2 separate regions of the Mus musculus genome follow, and region 2 is linked to region 1. Evidence: chromatin contacts called from public targeted proximity ligation data. All regions are on one chromosome and are shown on one strand. The core of a region is the stretch at or near the end of the contact, and the rest is flanking DNA. Distances in the headings are between cores, read along the strand shown.

Region 1 (3,564 bases), core at 473-2,972:
TGTTAGTATGTAGTATGATGTCGTGACCATGTTGCTCTTGATATGCATAAGCTCTCTTGACATACTTATCCCACACTTCTGCATCCTACCCTCTCTGACTGCACTTTTACTGGATCAACACTGTCTGCCATACTCTACCTTTCTTGTGGGCTCTTGGTCCAAGGTTACAAGAAGGTTTCTATGAAGTGAGTCAGGTACTACGTCCCAGAGTCATACTGCTGGTAGTGACCTAATCTGGCCTCAGGTGGAGAGCTGAGCCATTTCTCAGCTCTGAGGACAGGGCATTATACCCTATGAAGATTGCCAGCATGCCATTTGAGCTTCCCAAAACACCTACAATTCAGAGTCATTTCTCCCCACCCCCCCTTTTTTTAAGTCCCCATGAATATTTCAAGGCCTGGCTGTCCATGATATTCACTGACCCTTCAGGATCTAAGCCCCTCCCCTCAGTGCATGTCTTCAAGGAGGCTCATCCTTGGGAGCCTTGTGCACTGGGACCGTTTTAGAATTGAGAGAAGATGAAGCAGTCACTGTTCTTTGATAATGGAGGAGAGAGTTCTGCCATGAGAAAGGTCTTCACAATGAGCGTCCCGACACTGAGATTCACATACAGTGTTTACACATGAAAGCAATGCAGTGCTGATCTTCCTGGGGCTTCTGTGCAAGAAGAACAACTACTCTTGATGAATACTGAGCTCTCTGGGGGTTGGGGGATTCTGCTGTATATTAGCTAATGCCAGCAGAATGTTGTACAGTAGATAAAATGACTCTCTGCATGTGCCTTCAAGGTCAATTTAGAAAGCGTTTCTTTATGGAGCTCATCAGCTAACATATCAACTCTACTTGATACATTCACAAATAAATGCCAGTACATGTGTATGAAGTGATTTTTTACAAAGCCAAGTGCTGTTTAATAACTAAACGGAAATCTTATGTTTTTCTACCTTGGATAAACTCCCTTTACTCAGTTTTCCCCAGGAAAGTAAGAATTAGTAGGTTAAGATTTATCATAGATGGGCCAAAAAATATATATCTTTTTATCATGTGTTTAAATTTCCAAATATCCACATCCCTATACCGTAAATACAACCCCTGTGCATGTGCATGTGTGTGCACAAACACACACACATAGGCCACATCCCAGCTTTCTGATTCTAAGCAAACACCCTAATCTTAATCCTTTAAATGTGATTATTATTATTATCATTATTATTACTTTAGGTAATTCTGGGAATTCTACTTCCTCCTTCAATTCTCAGCTTGGAGTTCAAGAACAAAGATGACATGCCCTATATGACTCAGGCCCAGGAGATTCATCTCCAAGAGAAGGAGCCGGAGGAGCCAGAGAAGCCCACAAAGGAAAAAGATGAAGAGGACATGGAGCTAACAGTAAGGAAACATTTATGCAGTTTTCCTCCCTGGGGAGGAAACTTTTGATATTGCTGGGGTTTAGTAATGCTTGAGAGCAGATAAGGGTTCTCCAGCCCCCTGCCAGGTCTAACCTTATAAGTGTTGAGACTACAATATCATGAGTCGCCTTTTGTGCACAAACAGCACTTCTCTAGGATCCAACTGTATGGAAAGTCTTTCTGCCAATGGTGCCGGAAAAAAAAAAAAAAAAAAAAAAAAACCAGAGCAATGAGATGCAAAGCCAGACAGCCTCAATTCTCCGGGCGAGCATCCGTTTGTAAACATGATGCCATGACTAGCAGTCTTAACACACAAGAATGAGAGGGAAGCCAGGCGCTGTGAGCAGCCAGCTTGGCTGAGCTGGCAACATTCTGCTGGTCAGAAGCGAAGCCCATATCTGTCTTCAGGGTCGAAGTCACAAAACCAGCGCTAATTGAATTTTGAGGTTTGTACGGAAAGCTTTTATTAGCTTCCCAGTACAATTATAGAACACGGATGCTTTGTTCTGCAGAGAGAACAAGACAGCTATGCATGAAACCACTTTCCACAGCCCCCACCAGAGTGACATGACTGGCACTGGCTTGTGCCCAAAGGCTAAAAATAGCCTGCGCTATTAAAGGGACACACAGGGCTTCGTAGCTTGGGAGAGCTGCATCAAACAGCAACTGTATAAGGACAGGTCTGAGGCACCTCAACCTCCCTCACTGCCCCTGGCTACAGGAGTAATGACCCAGAAGGAGCTGTAAGAGGGGAAGATGAAAATTGGTTTGGTTCAGGTGACAAAAAGACTTTGCATGAGTCTTCTCCCTGGAACAGCCATGAGACATGTTCCTCTTCCATATGCACAGCATTTCTTTCCAGAAAACTCCTTCCTAGGGATTTGGTAAGAGATGTGATCCTTCATTTACTGGATGAAAAGCCAATTTTTGTTTCAGCTCCCAGATCTCTGTAAAAATCTATGTAGTCATATGTAACAAAAAACAAAAACAAACAAACAAACAAACAAACAAACAAAAACATGCCCTGGCCTGCCCTGCAAATAATGGCAGCAGAGACTGCCTTCCCTGAAAATCATGTCATAATATTGATCTCTGAACTCCTCAGATGAGAAATGGTATTTTAATCATGGGTAGTATAGATACTGAATTCTTGCTGGCTGTTTCAGCAAATAGGTAAAGAGTCAGAATCCTGCCCCTTCACCTACTTGCTGTGTGACCTTGAACACAATTTCATCTCTTCAAGAGTGGGAGTATAGGTTTGTCTGCCTCCTGGGTGGTTATATGGCTTAAAGAGTAAACTACCTGGGCCATGATCATGATGTAAAATGGATGGATGGATGGATGGGTGGGTGGGTGGATGGATGGATGGATGGATGGATAGACGGATGGATGAATGGATACAGAGAGACAAACAGACATAGGTGGATACATAGATAGATAGATAGATAGATAGATAGATAGATAGATAGATAGATAGATAGATAGATAGATAGATAGAAAGAAAGGAAGAAAGAAAGAAAGAAAGAAAGAGAAAGATAATGGGTGAATGGGTGGATGAGTGGATAGCTAGACAGACAGACAGACAGACAGATGATAGAGAAACCACTTAGGCACATGGATGCAAACTTAGACTGACAACTAAACATTAATAAATGTTTGCTTATGGTGTTGAAACAGTGCTGTACACTCTATCCACCCCCTACTACTCATGGGAACACATCATGCCTGTCAAGTAAACATTTTTCTACCTCACAGATTAGAAAGCAAGGACTCGGAGATTAAATTGCTCACATTTACCCAGCTGGCTAGTTGCAATGGTGGTATTAGAATCCAGACATACATGCTTCATTAGCTGTTGTTATATACTTAACAACCTCTGCCAATTGTCAAGGGAAAGAATTGTTTCTATTATCAGATGGCTCTGCTCAGTGGATTTGGTTCACCACAGAGTAGGGAGCCTCCAAGGGACGCAAGGTGTCCCAGATCAAGTGAGGTGTGGCTCCCTCACAGGCACGAATCCTGGGACGAGAGCCCAGAAGCTGAATGGTATTTTCTGAGGCTGGGTATAGAGAAGGGAGCTTCCCTTGTCCTCTAAGAGCTTTAGGGACTTTGATCCTTTAGGAAGACACTATAAAAGATGTCTCCCTAGTCCCAA
Region 2 (3,641 bases), core at 477-2,976, 250 kb after region 1:
CATTACAGTTTCAAAGACAGTAGCAGAATGAAGTTGGGCGTGGAGTGCATGCCTCTAACCTGAGCATTTCGGGAGGACTAAGCAGGAGGGATGAATTCTGAGAGCATCCAAGGCCGGCTTGGGTCACTTGTCCAGATCCCATGGTGGGCAGGAGGCGGGGGGGGGGGGGGCGCGCCTCATGTTTGGAGAGCTCAGACCCAACCTTCATAGTTTCTGGTGATGAACACTGAATCAGGCCAATCTCTGACTCATTTTGTTGCAGAAATGAGTGGTTCAGTGGAGTAAGACTCTGTCACCACAGCCATACCCTGGTACCAGCAATGCGAAGTCCCCAGGGGGGAAGCTGGAGACAAATGATGGCATAGCATTGCCTGTCTGCCTCATCTGTCACAACCTACCTAGCTAGCTGGTAGAGTGGGCATAGTTACTAACCGCCCCCCCCCACCCCCGTTGGAGCAAAGCTCTATCTTGGCAGTATAAGAGTTCTTAGGATCAGTGAGTTTGTAAAGATACGATTCTACAGCTACACTGGCCTCAAACTCACAGTGATCCTTCTGCCTCAGCCTCGCAAGTGCTGGAATTATAGAAACAGCTTGTTAACACATTACATTGTATTATCTTTCTGAGGTAAAACTCAAGACAGCCATGCTAATTTGGGATTCCTCGCGTTCTTTCCCTGGTTGATATCTGGAATAGCAAAACTCACAGGCTGCTTTGGCATCATGAAGGGTCATCCCTGCAGCCTGGTGGTCTCCACTGGCTGTCACACACCCACTGTATGCTGAAGAGTGAGATTCTGGGCACTGTGACATTGCTTTCCTCTGGTGGCACCTAGTCCCGTCTCAACCCGGGTCCCACTTGACCACAACAAGCCAGCCCCTCAGGTGCCGTTCCAGTAGGACCTTCCTAACCTGGGCTTCCACAAGTTGCACTTGGTCTGGCGTGGCTGGGAGGTAGCAGCCTTTTCTGAGCACTTCCTGGTCTGACTTTAAGAGGAAATACAGAGCTCTGGCGCTCCCTAGAGACCTCTAACATCTGCACAGACACTGTTCTGCCAGCCCCATTCAGGGCTCACAAGCATAAGGTTGAAAATAACAGTAGCGAGTAGAAAAGACCCACGTAAGCCTCAAAACGCAGCAGCCTGGCCCTCTATGGACCGCTGGGCTTCGTCCATGATGCGTTGTGCTCAGGAAACAATCCAAGTACAGAGTCTGTACTGAGGCTTGTTACTTCTGCACTTGCACAAAGATGGCCAAGCAGAGAGGTCAGGGGCCGCCGTGTGCACTCCAAGGTCTTGGAGGTGTTAGCAAATTCAGAGGGAGTGAGCTTAAAGTGCATAGCTTTTTGTTTACTGAGACAGGGCTTCCTGTAGCCCAAGCTAGACTTAAATTTATTAGGCTACCAAGGATGGCGTTGGACACCATCCCCCTACCTCAGCCTTTTCAAGAATTGGAATTTCAGGTGTGTGCTACTTACAGCTCCAGGCTTGGTATTCTACATTAAAAAACAAGCAAAACAAGACAAAAACCCATTACTTAGAAACTGAAAGTTGGGAGCTATCACTTAACCGGCTTAACAATGAATGCACCCTGCCCCCACCCCCAGGCAATATCTATGCAAAGAAGGGCCAGGAAGACTGAGTGCAACCCCACCCCACCCCCACCCGCTGGCATGAACGGTTCCTTCAGCTCTGCCCTTGGCCAGTTTCTCTTATCTCCTATCTTTGTGTGCATACAACTGAAGCAAGCATCCAGGCTGGGTTTGAAACTGGCCATGCCCTGGTGCGGTGTCTTTGGGAGAATCATCTGCCCCTTAAGCTAAGCTGCTGCTCCTGATACCTGGCCAGTTAGAAAGCTCCATGCTAGGTGCTTCCAGCTCCACGTTCTCAGACTGACTTAAACAGTGCCTTCTAGTGAGGTGTACCAAGAGGCAGCCCTTTCTTGTGTTAAAAAAAATACGTATAGCTGTTTGAGGTCCATAGTTTGCTTCTGCACTGGTTTTAGAATTTCTGAGACGAGGCCAGGAGACTCAGTTCCTACTATGCTGAGTACCTGAAGGCTCAAGAATCTCGTCTGTCATCTTTCCTTGGAGTTTCAGGAGGGCTGTGTGTTTCTCACAGATCTATGGAGTTTGGGCGTCCATGCAAACAGTAGCAGTGGTGTCTGTTTACCCCACAGATCCCAAATGGCGGGCGAGAAGTATGCCCCGGGACAGACCCGTTCCCTTTAAAGAGTCTACACTGGTGCACAGGCTCCTTTCTTTCCCACTGGGACCCGGCAGCAGCATCTCGCATCAAAGCCACACGGCAAACATAAACATAGTGAAACCGGGCTGGAGAGACAGCTCAGCGGTTAGGAGCACTGACTGCTCTTCCAGAGGTCCTGAGTTCACTTCCCAGCAACCACATGGTGGCTCACAACCATCTGTAATGGAATCGGATGCCCTCTTCTAGTGTGTCGGAAGACAGCTACAGTGTACTTACATAAAATACAAAAGTAAACCTTTTTTTAAAAAAAAAAATAGCGAAACCACCTAGGCTACAGGAGATAGAACAGGTGGTACTCGGATGGGTAGCCGTGGGGGGGGGGGGGCAGGATTGTTCTTTCGGAGGCTGCCTGGCATCCTCCTCATTCCTTTAGAACATCTTTGGGTGTGGCGATACTTCCGGTGAACCGGAGGTGTATCGCGTCTTGATTTTTTGAGTCCAGGGTTCAGGGAAACGACTTAGGTAGAGATGGTGGAATTCTGTCTGGGATGTTCACAAACTGTTATGTTAGATTTGCCCTCGAGAACACTGGAGAATGGAAGTGTTTGTTCTGCCCTGCAGACCCACTACGGGTGGTGGGAAGGTGGCAGTGGACAGTCAGGGATTCAAGCAGGTCTTTGTGGGACCCACCAGGTCAAGCACTATGGTTGAGGCTGTGTTCTTGGACTGGCCCATTTTCTAGGAAGGATGGCAGTAGTTGGACAGCCCCGCTTATGCAGGGCACAACGCATTGCTCAGGAGGAGGGGTGCCTTTTGTCTGTTCTTGTTAGGGCCTTTTTCTAGGTCATTAAAAAGGAGGTGGTGAGAAGACAGATGTATATCCTGAAAGGTTTTTCACTTTCTAATGAGTTGTTTGTGTCAGAAACAGCGACTTCCTTTCTTGTCATTGACACCTTGAGTACCCATTAATTTCTCCATAGAAACTACACATCTCTGCTCCCACTGAACACATTGTTTCGGGTGGGTTTTTTGTTTTGTGTTAAGACGGGGGTCTCATCACATGGCCCTTCTTGACTGGACTGGAGTTCACTCTATAAGCTGGCTTTAGACTCCTAAATCTACCTGGCTTTTTTTTTCCTTTGCTTTTTTTGTTTTATTATATATATATATATATATATATATATATATATATATATATATATATATATATATATATTTAATTCTCTTTCCATAATTTATTTTTGTTACTCACTTTACATCCCAATTGCACACCCCCTTCTCTTCCCCTTCTAAGTCCTGCACTTAGAAATCTCTCCCCCTCTACCCTCTCCTATCTATAATGAAGTCTGCTGCTTCTGCACTTTCAAGAAGATGAACAAGCAGAGCTGTTGAAGGTCAGGGGCCATGTGCACTCCAAGATCTTGGAGGTGCTAGC

Evidence for each region.
Region 2: a contact with region 1 is called in a targeted proximity ligation map of forebrain, with 4 times the contacts expected there. A contact is called at or near these places in 24 of 39 promoter capture datasets (the 3T3-L1 cell line, 3T3-L1-derived adipocytes, the C10 cell line and 15 more), 139 of 484 Hi-C or Micro-C datasets (the 3T3-L1 cell line, 3T3-L1-derived adipocytes, the AML12 cell line and 83 more), 45 of 130 datasets of targeted methods (the 230-238 cell line, the G1E-ER4 cell line, the NIH/3T3 cell line and 29 more) and 4 of 9 other capture datasets (adipose tissue, liver, macrophages and 1 more).

Annotation. Positions count from the first base shown.
Region 1 is chr19:22,903,414-22,906,977 of GRCm38.p6, forward strand. It overlaps Trpm3 (transient receptor potential cation channel, subfamily M, member 3), which reads left to right. Exons shown (of 26, transcript NM_001362491.1): 18 at 1,222-1,389. Among named protein-coding and RNA genes, the nearest start is that of Gm52388, 22 kb to the right of the region's middle.
Region 2 is chr19:23,150,770-23,154,410 of GRCm38.p6, forward strand. The region is part of intron 1 of Klf9 (Kruppel-like factor 9); the gene reads left to right. Among named protein-coding and RNA genes, the nearest start is that of Mir1192, 3.2 kb to the left of the region's middle.